Linked DNA regions of Mus musculus: region 1 is linked to region 2. A link is a contact called in public HiChIP or PLAC-seq data. All regions are on one chromosome and are shown on one strand. The core of a region is the stretch at or near the end of the contact, and the rest is flanking DNA. Distances in the headings are between cores, read along the strand shown.

Region 1 (4,779 bases), core at 812-3,311, 1.0 Mb before region 2:
CTTATGGGCAGGGCCCCCATGCCCGGCAGTAGCCTGGCCGCCAACACAAAACAATGATATTTTTGTAGACTTTTTGCTTCATTTTGCTTTGTTAAGGCATATTGGACTTTTGTGTGTTATTTTTTGTTTGTTTTATTGAGCTTTTATGTGTATATGATGGTCTCCAGTTTGTGTTTTTGTGGATTTCTGTGTGTGTGTGAGTTTCTCCCCCCCTCTCTCTTTTTTTCCTTTGTCTTTTTTTTAAGCGGGGGGGGGGGGGGGGGGGGTGGTTAGAAAGGGCATGTAGGAGGGTGGGCGTGGTGCACACCTTTAATCCCAGCACTTGGGAGGCAGAGACAGGTGAATTTCTGAGGCCAGCCTGGTCTACAGAGTGAGTTCCAGGACAGCCAGGGCTACACAGAGTAACCCTGCCTCGAAAAACCAAAAACCAAAAAAAAAAAAAAAAAAAAGAAAGAAAGAAAGAAAAAAGAAAAGAAAAGAAAACGAATGAGTTAGAGAGCCTTACTATGGATGGACAGGAGCAAGAGAGAGAAAACCCAGCATGAGTCAAAGCTACAGATGGAGCATGGGAGAGCCCCTCCAGTGTCCTTCAGTGAGAGCCTCCACCGCTTTCAACGCTTAGGGCCATGCCCATAGTGGTAAGCACCGAGCGTGCAACAGTGCCATCTAGCGAGGCTGAAGAGGATACGCTGGGAGAGGACTCCGTAAACAGGGGCCGGGCACCGCGTGGGGTGATGCTGAAATCAACGGTGCAGTGAGGGGCGGCAGGGGCTCTGGGATCCAGAGAAGGTGAGGCATTCTCCGAGGAAAGGAAGGCTGAGAGACAGCAGAGAGACTCGAGTGTGGGGGCAGAAACGTTCCACGCATGAGCGTTGGGCTTGGGACAGGTGAGAGGTGACGCAACTGAACAGGAAGACTAGCCTCAGGGCCCCACTGAGGGTCTCAAGCAAAGGGCGATGACCCACCCTAGGGCTCTCCCAGACCTGTGACTTATAGGTGAGAGTGCAGTCAAATGGATCGGTTTTGGAAAGTGATGGTGGCAAAGCCTGGTAGCTTTCTATCTGCTTCTGGAAATTTATCCATGGATGCATTTTCAGGTTTATTCATCGAAGCAGTTTGCAACAGTAAATATTGGAAAGACTAATGTCCAGTAATATGGACATTAACTATGGATATTAAACTGGCTATCCTTATCAGTGCTGGCCCTAAAGGAAGTTCTAAGTGGAGCTTGAGTCACAGAACGCAGGTGTGGCTACATCCCTGGGGAATCGTCAGCATGGGGGCTGGGATTAAATGAGAAAGAATCAACTTGTAGAAGGCAAAGGGTAAACGGTGGTTGCACAAGGGCAGTGGGTAGATTTTATGCATCTCTGTATATCCAGGAAACATCAAAATCAAGAATTTGAAGGTTAAGGATGTGTGGCTTAGTGGTATCACCTTTGCCTAACATTGTGAGGCTCTAGGTTTGATCACTAGCACCATGAAACACACACACACACACACACACACACACACACACACACACACACAGAGAGAGAGAGAGAGAGAGAGAGAGAGAGAGAGAGAGAACTGGAGAATCCAGAGAAAGGAACTTACAACAGGTTGTCTGCCAAGTTGGTATAGTCTTCAAGATCATTCTGGGGTCCTCACTGTAAGTGTGAGGCCAGCCTGGGATACAAGATACTCTCGTCTCAAAATAAATATCAAAAGTAAGATAAAATGTAAACGTAGAACTAAAAGTAAAGGTAAAAATAAAATATAAATACAATAAAATGAATAAGATGATGTGGTAGCCAGCGGCCAGCCTGAAATTAGAACATGCCCGACCAAGGCTTTACTTCCTTAGAGGTTCTCAGGACAAAGACTGGGAGATCTCAGCTTCTGCGTCAGAACGGAAGGGCGGAAGGGCCGGGATTTCCCCTCTCAGGTTTTTCTCCAGCGCTGCCCTCCTCAGCCTCCGGCTGGCGCCCTTGGGTTGCCAAGGAGACGAGCGCCCCTGCTGGCCGTGCCAGCGCTCCCCGAGGCCCCGCCCCTTCGCCGCAGGCGGCCGCTGATTGGCCTGTTTGAAATGCGCCGGGCGGGCGCACACTTGGGCTTGCAGCGTCGCCGCCGGGCTCTCCTCAGATTGAGTCCTGGTCCCCGCGGCCGTGGTTTGCTCGGCTTAGTTCCCGCCAGCCTTGCTCCTGTCGGAGCCCGACGTCCCGCGCGCGCGTCAGGATAGCACGGAGCCTGCGGTCATGAAGTCAGCGTGAGTACTGGTGGGAGGACTGCGTGGGGGTCGCCGCCCTCCTCACGCTGAGACTGGGGACTGCCCGGGAGCTGAGTCCGTAGTACAGTGTAGGCCGAAGCTCCGCACTGCAGAGTTCTGGTGGCTGGCGACCCTGGTGTGCCGGCGCCCTCCCAGTCCTCTGAGCCCGCGAAGGCTGCCTCCGAATCCGGGGCTGTCTGCCACCACCTCCTCGGGTTGCCATCCTTTGGGCTGCCCATCCCTCCCCAGCTTCCTTCCTCCCCGCCCGCTGCGCAGGTGGCAGGTCTGGGGACCCCGGGCGGCGCGCAGCCGGGGTGCGCGCTGGCACTTTGGGGGAGTTGAGCCTCCACAGCTCCGTCGGCATCCCTTCCCTAGTTCTAGCCTTGAGGTCAGGGTCCTTCTGCAGCTCCGCCACCTTGCGCTATCTTTGTCCCCAGGCCATCCCACACGCCTACTCTATCTCCCACGCCCACATTCCTCAGTATTCCTAGACTCTTCAGGAGAGCCACATCCTGGTTACACTTTTACTGCGAAGGAGGGCTGGCTTTAGAAATCGTTACTTTCACACGCACACACACGAAAAAAAAAAAAAACGGAACTTTTTAAAATGAGGAAACGTCAGTCTTTATATTTACTTAAGGATACCTACCCTAGTATATCGCTGGACTCTGGTTTGCTTCTAGTTTACGTGTGACTCTATTGAGAAAAGTACTTTAATAATCTACAGTCTAAACGAGTCTTTTGGTTTAATTTGTGTTAAATATTCTTGTAGCCTATAAACGAGAAAGGAAAAAAAAGTTAAATGATAGAGAATGTTGAAATAAAATAATTTTTTATATTGTTTACTTAAAATAGCAAGACATTTCAGCATTGTGAATAATCTAATCTTCCTACATAGCATGAGCAAATCTCTGAATTTGCACTCCAACACTTAAAAAAAATACAAACAAAAGTTCCACTGAGTACTAATGGTATCAAAAGTGTATTTTCCCAATTGAAATTTTAATGAGTTAAATTACATATACCACATTTCTCGAGTACAGTTTATTGTTTATATACATGTTATTTGCTGTGCGGTATTTGAGATTGCTGGGAAATGATTTTTTTAAGCCTTAGGAAGTTCATTGTTAGAATTTGTGATGTCTTCTATGTTAGTGTTGAATTTATGGCTTTTTTTTCTCTTTTTAACCAGGAAGGCTAAGACGGTCAGAAAACCTGTAATAAAAAAAGGATCTCAGACAAACCTTAAAGATCCAGTGGGGGTAAGGTGTGTGTGTGTGTGTGTGTGTGTGTGTGTATTTTCTTTCTTTAGTCCACTTCTTGTATGTGTGTGCTTGAAAGGGGAGGAAAGCAATATGAAAGTCGGGTTAAAGAGCACGCAGTTAAACCGATGCACTGAATTGTATAAAGCTGGGTTTAGCTGGGAAGTTTGCTTTCTGTAAAGGGACTCTTTAGTTGTTGACTGCAAACCTACTATCACTAATTAGATTTGAAAGGTTAAATGGTCTCTCCCAGCAGGTTCTACTCTTTGGGGTGGGGATGGGTGGGGACTTTTTCCTCAAGTCTTAGCCCTCTCCCACCTGTGTGTGGTAACTGACACGTACTCAAAGTTCATAGAGACTAGTGCAGAATAACTGGATTTAGTTAGTACCTCTTCCTGAAAAGAAGTTTCTGAATATCCCCTCCATCCCCCCACTGCCACTGCAGAGGGTCTCTGGCTCCCAACTGTACCACCTGCTGTGAACACAGCTATACAGGGTTTCCCCAAATGAGGTCCTCTACCCTCCAGATGCTGTGATTACAAAGTGAGCTACCATGCCCACCTGAGCTGGCTGTTGGAAATAACACCCAACTCTAAAGAATTTAATGGCTTTTTCAGCTATTCAGAGAGATTTTTATGTTGTTGCAATTTTATTTGTGCACAACAGTGAAGAGATTACGGTTCAGTTTAATATTTTAACCTAAACTTATTTTGATTTAATGCACCTTTGCATTTGATCATTCTGAGCTGTAGATTTGTTTTTTGTGACTCAGGAATTTATGTTTGTAGGCGAATAAACAGAACTTAAATGGAAAGTCAAGTGTGTGCTGAACATTCACAGAGGTGCTTGCCTAGAGTCCCAGCATCCTGGAGACTAGCAGGCAGATTGCTGAGAGCTCCAGTCCACCTTGGCCTACAGACTGAGAACTTGTGTCTCAACAAACGAAACAAACAGAAAAGCCAAAAAGAAAAATCAGGCAAAAAGTCAACCTTGTTTGAACACCTCTTTCTTTTTCCAGGTGTACTGTAGGGTTCGCCCCCTGAGCTTTCCTGACCAAGAATGCTGTGTGGAAGTGATCAATAGTACAACCCTGCAGCTCCACACTCCTGAGGGCTATCGACTCAACAGAAATGGGGACTATAAGGAGGTAGGTTCCTAGTGGAAGGAACCAAATTGTTTTCAGTTTTGGATTTAAAAATTCATGTGTGATCTCATTTGTGGGAAGGAATACTTTAGCCACCTTATCTAAAGTGTCTTTCATTTCTAGGA
Region 2 (5,348 bases), core at 2,285-4,784:
AAAACTGACCAGATTTCCTAGGCCCCTCCCTCCCCAAGAATACACAATAAAGATCTCTGAGAGTCACTTTCAGAGGAGCCAACCTACAAAGGAGACTCTGAGATAAGCCGTGACACTGAGTAGAAGCAGAGACCAGCTGAGCCACCTAGAAGAAACAAAGACAAGCCCTACGGCTTAGAAGAGGCTCAGACCAACTGAGGTGCTTAGAAAGGACAGTCTCCAGCCTGTTGAGCTACCTGCAGGCTGTACAGTGTGCTGAAGGTTTCCAGCTTTTGTGAACTGTCATTCATGCTGGGGTAGGCTTTGGTGACAAAACTGTCCTTGAGTCATTTCTGCTCCAGTAAGTAACCACAATAAAACTCATTTGTTTACTCATGTTGGACTTCGGTGCAGTGGTGGTTTGAATAGAAATGGTTTCCCCCACCCCTTCTCGTAGGCTCATAGATTTGAATGTTTGGTCATTAGGGAGTGTCAATATTTGAGAGAGATTAGAAGGTGTGGCCTTGTTGGAGAAACTGTCCTATGAGTGGGCTTTGGGGTTTCAAAAAGCTAAGCCAGGCCCAGTGTCTCTCTTCTTGCTGTCTGCAGTCCCCATCTGGATATAGAACTCTCAGCTTCTCCAGCACCATGTCTCTCTGTGTGCCACCATAGTCCCTGCCATGACTAAAATGAGCTAATCCTCTGAAACTGTAGGCCAGCCCTGAGGAAATGCTTTCCTCCATAAGAGTTATTGTGGTCATGTGACTTTTCACAGCAATAGCACACTGACTAGGGCAGGTGCTAGCCATACTTTGGTCTGTCATCAGTTCTCTATCTGGGGTGAATAGATATTTGGTTTTTCATATCTCCCCAGGAACAAGGTCACACAGCACCGCAGCATCGTGCAGAATGGAACATGCTTGAGTAGAAGCAGGAGCTGGAGGCCCTAATCTGTTTATCCTCCAGGCAGCCATATAAACTTGGGAAGTCCCCTCATCCCATCGAGGCTACTTAGTGTCAGGTCACCAGGTAACTCAGCTGCTCATCAAGACACCAGTGTTGCCTCTGCCTTCTTTTTCTCTTGGTCTGTGTGTGTGTGTCACATGCATATGTATGGATGCTCTTGGGGGAAATCTTTCCCAGAAGAGATATAAACAACACCTAAGCCCTCTTTATAAGGTCTCAATGACAACTCGAAGTTCAGTTCCACCAAAGATCACCCTGTAGAAATAATGAATGTATTAGCCTTACTTATAAAGCCCGAGTGAGGAGTTACAGACTGTAGCCCGAGGGACCCTCAAGCACAAGTACTGCAAGGTTTGCACGCAGCAAGAATGAGGACTTCCTCATTGGTGGCCACATAGACAGAGCCTCTGTCTGTTTGCCTTCCCCAGCCTATCTACACTAGCACCTCCCGAGACCCCCACGGTCAAGTGCAATCAAGGCAGTATTGCATGGAAATAACTGGAAGCAGTGACTGGAATCTCAGGGCCAGGTCCAATGTTTCTCTCCCTCCTGTGAAGGTATGTCAACAATCACCAAGCCCAGCTCTTTTGCCTTTTGTAAGGACAGGATCTCTCATTGGCCAGGAACTCACTATGTAGGCTGGTGTTTATAAAACCTTAAGGATCCAGCCACCACTGACCAGATGCTGGGGTTATAAGAGTGTGCCACCATGCCCATGTGGCTTCCAGGGATCAACCTTAGGTCCTCGTGTTTATGAGCCAAGCACTTTTAGCAGCTGAGCCACCCTTGCAGGTCTCTTCACAGTCTGGCTACAGACTTAAGCCCAGGCACTTATCCAGGGCGTTCGCATTTCTCAGTAGAAGATTGGGGTTGTTGAGCTGTGGATGCCCCCACTGGCTCAGGTATTGGGAGCTCGGTGGCCAGAGAATGGTCTTTGAGAACGTGGCTGAACCCGGAGGGCTCTAACTTCATTAACAGCTTCTATCTTTTTATAAACGTGTCTTTATTTTGTTTTATATGTTAAGTGTGTGTTGGCATGTATGTCTGTGTACCACATTCACGCAGTGACCACAGAGGTCAGAAGAGGGTGTTAGAGCTCCTAGAACTAGCGTTACAGATGGTTGTGAGCTACCATGTGGGTGCTGGGGAACAAACTTGGGTTTGTTTGTGCTTTTAACTGCAAGAGCAGCCAGTGCTTTTAATTGGCTTGATGTAGTCATGATATAATGCTATTATTGGGAGGCAGCAAACTGTGGGGCGGTGGGGTAGACAGAGGGAAGAGGCCTATGGGGCATGTCAGGAAAAGACGTATCTTATCTTCTTCGTTCTTTCTCTGCTTCCTGGCTTCCAAGAGGCAATCAGCTCCACTCTATTGATTTTCTCTCCTTCCCTCTCCTTCCTTCCTCTTTCCTCCCCTTCCTTTCCTTCTTTCTTCTCTTTCCCTTTCTACTCCCTCTTTGTTTAGTGGGTGCTAGGATCAAACTCAGGGCTACACACATGCTAGGCACGTGTTCCCCTATTAAACGACCCCAGCACCGATTTCCTAGATTTTAGCATATTACCTTTCTTTCTTCTGCCTTCAACCACCTCTTGTGTAGATGCCTCCAGTGACACACACACACACACACACACACACACACACACACACACACACAGAGTGGCCTTGCTGTGATGCTGCTGGCAGGCTGGAGGGGAGCTAGGAGGAGCACAAGAAACCTACATGGCCCAGTGAACACCAAGTGAGAGCCCTCATGGCTTAGCTCGGATCCAGTGTCATCAGAGACCAGAGACGGGCCTGAGCATGGTCAGAGCAAGAGTGCGTCCTGACAGATGTCTGCTGCCCAGGGAGACTCATACATTAGCCACTGTCTCCTCAGACTTAGGCAGGCCTCTCACCATTTCTTCATATTAATAATGAAAACAGAAAAGCCCTCAACGAATGTGCAGTGAAATGAATCTGCAATTAATTTTAAATAAGCTTCGAATCCCACTGTGGTGCCCTCCCTTGGTATTTTTATGGGACATGGTTTCAGTAGATACGCACACCATAAAGATCCTGAAACTCGCGATAGACAAAATCCTCTTAGGCATGCTAAAGGGTAATTTGGTTTTTCTCAAAGCTACATTTATTTTTTCAAAAAAAAAAGTTACAGGATAGAAATAAGCCAGCTTTTAAGGAAATATTAACTGCTAACCTATAAACTGTTCCAAAAAGCAATCTTCCTACTAAAAAATCTAGCATATGGTTTTCGGAGCTTAACCTCCTTTTGTATTTTCATTTTTTATATGTCTCTTTTAAGCCAAGAACTCTAAATTTTTATCAAAGGAGGCTTAGGGCGGCCTTCTCTCATGGGTCTGATATTGACAAAACCCTAAGGCCTCAGGTTATGTGTGTGTGTGTGTGTGTGTGTGTGTGTGTGGTGTAGTTGCATGTGGGTGATTGTGTGTGGTTTTGTGTGTATGTGTATGATTGTGTGGTTGCATGTATATGTGTGATTGGGTGGTTGTGTGTGTGTCTGTATCTGTCTGTCTGTCTGTCCTGGTTCTAGTTCTAGCTGACTGCAGGTCTCCAGCCAGCCTGAGAGCTCCCATGCTCTCAGGAGGAGCTGCTGTTCAAATCCACAGCAGACCTTTCTCTCTCCCACCTCTGGGACACTTTCCAGTCCTGACTATGTTTCCCAGCCCTGCCTCCCTCTGTCTACCTCCCGCCCCGTTCCTCCCGCTCTGATCCCAGGCCAGAAATTGGCTCCAATAATAACAAAGAGGCCCAGAAGATGAAAAGCTGAAATCCTTTCCTTTCCAGCCGAAACCAGGTGTGATGCTGGCGGGGAGAGGTTCCAAGCCTGGCGGAGCCAGATGAAGGCATGTGAAAGCCATAACCCGAAAATGAGCCCCACGTGGGGCCAGATGCCCGTGCCTTTCACTTATTCTGCTATAAATGAGTTTCCTGGGGCAAAATAATTTCTTCCTTCAAAGAAAACTATAGTCAGATGCCAAAGAAGAGAAGGGGGGGTTGGGGAGAGGAGGGAGAGAATGGATCCAGTGGAGGAACCTAGTGGTCTAGCTTCCAGGGCTTCACAGAGCTCAGACAGGCCCATTAAGGAATGCTCTGACTTACAGGCTGGTGGTCTGTTATCTGCAATGGTGGGAGAGGTCAAGAAGCATCGCACAGCCTGTTGGCTGGTGGCAAGTTTCTCAGTAGGGACACAAGAATGGCGTGCCGGCTTGTTGAGGAGCAAGAACACAAGGTCCAGAAGGCTAAACTTCCTAAGTGTCTGGGGACTGGCATGCTTCCAGGAGGTGTATCTTGTCAGGTAAGGCCAGAGGTTGGGGTGCAAACCTCATGCAGAATTCCAAGGCTGCCCCCGTCACCCGGCTTCTTAGTTTTTGGAAGTGCTCATATACAGAGTCTTGGGAAGTAGCCTCTTCCTCCATGGCTGGACACCCTGACCCTACTGTTACCATCACAGGGTCAGAATGGGAGTTTCTTGTGCCCCACCACTGAAAGAAAACCATTGAGAGTGAACTTTAAGGTTGAGGCAGAGCTGGTGGGCAGGATGCCAGACTAGAAATGTATACTGTTGTAGCCAAAAATAGGGATAGCTCAGTCAGGTAGGCAAAGGTCTACCTGCAGACTTTCATGCTTTCCCAGACTGGAGCCGCCATCTTGGACCTGCAGCCTCAGCATCAGGATCACTCCTTGTGTGGGGGATCAGCTCTGAGGCCTTGCTGCAGTGAGGGTCCTGTCTAACGGGGAGATAGGGAATTGGAACATGGGAAAGGAAGCAACCCCAAAGAGGATAACTTGGGAGCAGATGTGGATCCCCAGTTCCACCTTCATTGTTTGTAGTCTTCCTCACTTGCCCCCTAGGGGCTAGCAAGCTAGAGAGTTCACCCACCTTTCCACAGCTCTGCTGTATTCCCTGCTCTCTCTAGCAGTGCATCCCTCAGAAGGCTCTAGAGAGTCCACTACAGTCCCCAGCGAGTCCAGTCAGGAATGAGATTGTATTTTTCTGTAATGCCTTCAGTGAAGGATCCAAAAGGGCCCCTAGGGAGTGAGTGTCATGAGGCTGGAGTACAGCCATGTTGGTCTGCCAGGTATTGATTGTCACAGGGACAATACAGACCTGGAGCCAGAAGTCCCTGCACAGCCTCCCAGTCTCACCACAGCTCCCATTCTCCAGGGCTCTGAGAAGCCCATCATCCTGGCTAGATGAGATGGAGCCTTTGCACATCCAACTTTCCAATGTCTGTCCATGGATCCAGCTCTTTCCCATATATCTTGTTCTGCCTAAGAAACCTAGCATAGAATCTTATTCAGGTAACTGATACTCCGCTGAATCAGAAGCCAAAGAAAGGAAGTCTAGCTTCTTAGTTTATAAGCAAGGTCCAAGACTGAAGAG

What was found. HiChIP or PLAC-seq counts read pairs in DNA pulled down with a chosen protein or histone mark.
Region 1: a contact with region 2 is called in a FOXA1 HiChIP or PLAC-seq map of pancreatic cancer cells. The contact joins the promoter of Kif23 here to the enhancer-like site in region 2. A contact is called at or near these places in 4 of 39 promoter capture datasets (cranial neural crest, liver and neutrophils) and 1 of 115 datasets of contacts at active chromatin or transcription factors (pancreatic cancer cells).

The regions. Positions count from the first base shown.
Region 1 is chr9:61,944,081-61,948,859 of GRCm38.p6, reverse strand. Kif23 (kinesin family member 23) reads left to right here and starts at 2,061. Exons shown (of 23, transcript NM_024245.4): 1 at 2,061-2,248; 2 at 3,441-3,510; 3 at 4,529-4,657. The coding sequence starts at 2,238.
Region 2 is chr9:60,924,872-60,930,219 of GRCm38.p6, reverse strand. No RefSeq gene overlaps it. Among named protein-coding and RNA genes, the nearest start is that of Gm33643, 59 kb to the right of the region's middle. Within about 2 kb of position 3,534, at least 6 of the 459 cell types and tissues checked have an H3K27ac peak or open chromatin away from gene starts, as enhancers often do.